Linked DNA regions of Mus musculus: region 1 is linked to region 2. The links are chromatin contacts, called in public HiChIP or PLAC-seq maps. All regions are on one chromosome and are shown on one strand. The core of a region is the stretch at or near the end of the contact, and the rest is flanking DNA. Distances in the headings are between cores, read along the strand shown. Region 1 overlaps Mtcl1 (microtubule crosslinking factor 1). Region 2 holds the start of Washc1 (WASH complex subunit 1).

Region 1 (2,700 bases), core at 36-2,535, 250 kb after region 2:
CTGCAGCAAAACACCAATCCAAGATTGGGGTTGGAAAATGTTGTTAGTTGCTTATTGAACCTCGGGGACGCCGTTTGGCCATGTTTCCCACGCTACTTATCACTCCCCCTGGGCTTCGAAGGGGCCATGGTTCTGCACAGCAGCTTTTAAAAACACACGTCGTGGCTCTTGCATTCAGGCTGCCTCTGATGGAGAATGTTCACGCCTAGTGAACCAGCTGTGGTTTACCAGTCCGCACTGCGCACACGGCACTGCGCACACGGCACTGCGCACACGGCACTGCGCACACGGCACTGCGCACACGGCACTGCGCACACGGCACTGCGCACACGGCACTGCGCACACGGCACTGCGCACACGGCACTGCGCACACGGCACTGCGCACACGGCACTGCGCACACGGCACTGCGCACGTTCCCTTTCCTGACTTCAGGCTGATGGAGACGCAGAGCTGATTCTGACATGAGCACTCCCCAACTAGCCCATCCTGCACGCCGTATGCGGTGGAAACTTAGATGTCTGCCCTACTTTTAAGAGAAACCACAGAAGGCGAGGGGGAAATAAACATTCAGACACACTGATGGGTGGTTCCGGCTGGGTAACTTTACATTATTTTTCACCCCCACGGTAACATTTTCCATGACTGTTTAGAAAACCAGATGTGTTTACATCTCTTCCTTTCTCCAAAGCATTTGGGTGCTCTCCTGGGAAAGGCTTCACCACATGGTCTTCATATTGACAGGTTTCTGTCTAAGTATTGATTGGAGCCAGAGACACTTCCGACTGATGACAATACCTCTTTTCAAATCAATAAAATGCCTACGTTTAAAGCTTTATTCATAGCTTGTACCATTCCAGTCTCTAACTAGATCACTGCTGGAAAACTTATTCCATGACCTCAAATCTCCCTGGGGATTCTGGCACGCTGACGCACTTCCTGGTGAGTGTGAGGAGAGGTTCCTTTGAAAGTTATTATCTCCATCCTGACTCACAGGCTCGAGGGAGAAGGAAGGTGGGTGGGGTACAGACAACTGTTCGGATTTGTGTATGAAGAAGAGAAAGCGCTGAGAGGAACCCCAGATATCCTCTTAACCTGCACTCCAAAGACCACCGTTTTCACATTGGAATCTGCACCAAATTGCTAGCGACAGCCAACTCCCACTTGACCCACACAACTCTGGGCAGAGAGGACAGGTGAGAAAGAAACAGCAGCTACAGCACATGGCAGGAGTAAACCACAATGCCTGTGGCTGGAAGGCTGGGCTATGCCCAGTGCCAAAACCTGCACCCTTACCCCTGCAAGCAGGCAGCCAGGGTGAGGAATCCAGGCTTCCTGTCAGAACTCTCTGAGAAGCCAAGGAGGGTCAGAAAGTACTCAGAGATCTCTCAGGATTTCAAGTCTCCAAATACAGACACTACTTTGTTTTAGGAACGTTAAATAAATAGATAGATAGATAGATAGATAGATAGATAGATAGATAGATAGATAGATAGATAAAATAATGTTTATGTGGGGTTGTGGGAGGAGTTGGCCTTTGGAGTTTCTGTTTGTGGTCCTCGGTGACACTAACCATTTAGTAATATTTAATCTACACTCCTCTTAACACACTCTGTAATTTGTCCAAAGTGTCACCATGTAAATACATGTTGTGTGCTTCAAGTGGTCAGAGAGATGTGAAATACTTTGTGCATGATGGGAATTTAAACAAATACTTCTTTATTTTTCCTTATAAAATATGTTACCAATGCAGTGCTGTTGGCAATGACTACTCAGTTAAACACCAACCAGAAAGCCCTTCAAGGTTGTTACCTCTCTATGATTAAAAACAATTATTCTCTCTTCTTAGAGGTCTGCCTATTGAATTTCTTCATTCTGAGACCAATTTTCTGGGTCCAAGGAGGCAGGTATTCAATAGACCTGATCTAACTACGGTCCTAAGCTATGGGCTAACCAGATGAATAGACGAGCTAACATGGGAGTGAAAGAAAGGCATGTCAGGACATCTGGTGACATTCCAATTCTTTCCCCAGTACCAAAAGGTCACCAGAGGCAGCTGAGGACTTTTGTGCACCCAGGAACATCAGCATTTGGAATAAGATGAGAGTCTCCCTCCTGGGTGTACAGAATGCTGGCCTGAGAGCTAGGCACCTACCTGTTTGTTAAGTGGTCCCCCGTCTGAACTCTGTAGCCGTGATCCGTGTTCGCTGATCTGTACCAGGGAGTGTGGGGCATGCTCTCCCATGGGAAGGCTACAGCCTTGGTCAGCATCCTCCTGGTCTATCCCATCTGTCTGGTGAACCCCCTGGACTCCAAGCTCAGCAAGCCCAGGCACATTCTCTGGATGTTCGCTCTGAAAACCAGGAGGCATAATGATCTTAACTTCGACTATACTCTTTGGTTCTACAGACCAACTATTCAAATATGACGGAGTCTCCTTATGAGTAGCCAAGACTAGTTAGTCTTAAACACCTGGTCTCACACAAGCCTCACACTAGAACTACGCGTGGCCTGCTGGGGTAACTGCTCACTTTGGAAGTGATGAAGTCCTTCTCTGTCTTTTCCACTAAGAGGCCCATTCCACTCCCTGCATTTCTTTCATTTAAGCAGTCTAGGAAGGGTGCTCAATTTATTAGAAAAGAACTCATGAAAACTTTTATTTATTTTTTTTTGTAAATTACGACGTGAATGACAGAGGAGGA
Region 2 (2,700 bases), core at 56-2,555:
ATTCCCACAGTGGGATGAAGGTGTGCCGGGCACAACAACAGCATTGGCTCCGGGTGAGGGCACTGAAGGCTGTGCACCCACCCAGTCCTTCATCATCTCTCTGACCTCAGATGGTAAAGACTGATGCAGGAGGACTGCCCCAGACCCCACGAGAGGACAGGACAACTTTGTATGATTATTCCCTATCACATTGTTACCAACCCTGCTTGCAAGAGCTTTCTGCCTTCCAGAAGACTCCCCAGCTGCCAAAGAGGGAGCCCCTCCCTCCCCCACAAGCACATAGCTCACAACTTCCCCACGGCACATTGCTTTCAACATTAGATGGCCACAACACTAACTGACAGAGACCCTGCATAACCTGGCAATATGTAGGATCCTGGACATGCCCACTGTGTCTTCCTGTATGTGGTGTGTGTGTGTGTGTGTGTGTGTGTGTGTGTGTAAGGGTATCCAAAGAAGACAGAAGGGAGCACTGGATCATGCTGAAGCTGGAGTTACAGGTGACTGAGTAGATCAAAGTGGGTGTTGCAACCTATCTTGGATCCCCTGCGCCAGTAGTTAGTACTCTTAACTTCTGAGCTCTTTTTCCAGGTCCTGTACACATACATCTTTAAAATCATTTCCTGGTTGCTATGGCAATCTTTGCAGGCCTAGTGCTGCTCCCAGCTGTTTTTTGGCCGTGGGGTGGGGTGGATTTCTGTCAGCAATTCTTATGTGGCTGCTGACCGACTAAGAGCTCATCAGCTGTGGGCTGTCTGTGGCTTCTTTGGCCCTACGGCTTTGGCTTGCTGCCGGTAAGAAGGCTGTCTGAAAACTAGAATAAGGGATGCGGTAGTAGGGGAGACTCATCTGCCCCCAACACTCTCAAAACACACACACACACACACACACACACACACACACAGACTGTCCATCTACAGCACTGCTTTCTCATTCCTAGTAAGCAATATTCCAGTTTGTTTCTACGCAGAACTTGTGTACTCCAGGTCAAATCATACCGTATCTGATCGCTTCTACGTTGATTTTTTTTTTTTTTTTTAAGTTGGAGACTAAGGGACTTTACCTTTAGAGGTAAACACAGGAAAGGTAGGATCTTCTAAAAGATTAATTAAGCCACTGAAGTATGCATGGCTGGAACAGAGCGGGCGTTTGGAGAACTTCCACTTGATGTCCTATATAGTGCATATGTAGTGTGAGGGTTTCTTGGAGCCGGTAACAGGAGAGACCTGAATCTCCCAGACAGGAAAGGTTAAGCACAGAGTGTGGGGCGGCTTCCTGGTCTAGGCCCCGCCCACCAGCAGCCCGGAGAGCCGGAAGTCGGAGAGCCGAGCTTACAGTGGTGGACGCTAGGACCTGGGAGTGCGGGTCACCGGGGGGCGGGGACGCTCACGTGAGGACGCCGCCTTGGGGTAAGTGTGCAGGGTGGGCGAGGGGCGGACTGGGAGCGCAGGACCGGGAGGAGGCCGCGACCCTGCCGCCCACCGGCTGGAGGCGAGTGAGGGCTCCCGGGCGGGACGGGCCCGGACGGACCGGGAAGGCGATGTAGGGATCCGGCCTGCCGCTCCTCCCACACCCTGCAGCTCCGGCTGCAGAGAAGAGGCCCCGTGGCTTCCTGAAGATTAGGGGGAGCAGGGCGTGGGAGGACAACTTGCACGGTGCGGGTGGGTTGTGCTGAGCACTTTCGAAATTACGAATTACACTGGTGACACGCACATATGGGGGGGGGGGGTTGGTGATCTGGGTTAAGCACCGATCACTTAGAAACATTTCACTTATGCTAAACAACAAGCACGGTCTCTGTCAACATAGATACTTGACAGGCATGTGTGTGTGTAAGAATGTATAAGAGAGGAATGTTTATGTATTCATGGCATGCATGACAAGTGAAAAATAAACAGAAACGATTGGAGGCCAAGGTAGAACTGTAGTCATTTGCTGGAGGGAGGAATTATTTTTGTCTCAGAACAAAACTCACGACTTACAGTAAATTACGTTTACTTCTGAGCTATTTATTATTTCCCCCCACAAGTAGAGTGGCCTTCAATCCATTTTAGATGGTTTGGAAAATTCCCCTTGTGGGCAGGACCGAAAACAGGCATCTACCCACTCCTTACAGGGCCCCAAATGACAACCCAAAGTACAAGTCCATCAAAGGGGTTCCTTGGGGGAACCCCTGAGTTTACTGGGTTTACTTGCAGAATGCGGGGTTCCCAGAGCAGCAGAATCACCAGAAAATCCCCCTGCATAGATGATGAGTCCCCCTTACTAGTATGGACACTGAGGTTACTAGGTGTTGTGCACTTAGGGCAGAATTATTGTATATAACGGGCAGAAGGTGCAGAGGGGAGGGGCAGAACATGACCCACACCATGAAAGGATGTCAGTAGTCCACAGGCCTATCTTGAACTTCACTTTGGAAGTGACACTTGTCCCAGTGGAGATGGTTAGTGCTCAGAGTGTCCTGCACGGTGACACTCCAGACTTTTCCAGTGAGAGCCATCAACGTCTTTGCAATAGCGATGCCTAGTTCCAGAGTTTATTGTGAACATGAGCAACGATGCTGTATGAAGCTGGGGCTCAGGGCAGAATCTCTTGTCTTTCTCTTCACATCAGGACCCCCTGAGTAAACACAGGGCAGGGTATCAAGCAAGATGTCTGTCAGTTAGGGGACACACACACACACACAGATCTTAAAATGGT

The links. HiChIP or PLAC-seq counts read pairs in DNA pulled down with a chosen protein or histone mark.
Region 1: a contact with region 2 is called in a FOXA1 HiChIP or PLAC-seq map of pancreatic cancer cells. The contact joins the enhancer-like site here to the promoter of Washc1 in region 2. A contact is called at or near these places in 2 of 39 promoter capture datasets (embryonic stem cells and hippocampal neurons), 2 of 115 datasets of contacts at active chromatin or transcription factors (embryonic stem cells and pancreatic cancer cells) and 2 of 9 other capture datasets (adipose tissue and embryonic stem cells).

Annotation. Positions count from the first base shown.
Region 1 is chr17:66,364,191-66,366,890 of GRCm38.p6, forward strand. Mtcl1 (microtubule crosslinking factor 1) reads right to left here. Exons shown (of 14, transcript NM_172963.4): 8 at 2,154-2,351. Among named protein-coding and RNA genes, the nearest start is that of Mtcl1, 84 kb to the right of the region's middle. Within about 2 kb of position 1,286, at least 81 of the 459 cell types and tissues checked have an H3K27ac peak or open chromatin away from gene starts, as enhancers often do. A contact at or near this core is called in adipose tissue, embryonic stem cells and pancreatic cancer cells, where this site is marked.
Region 2 is chr17:66,110,241-66,112,940 of GRCm38.p6, forward strand. Washc1 (WASH complex subunit 1) reads left to right here and starts at 1,306. Exons shown (of 11, transcript NM_026833.1): 1 at 1,306-1,409.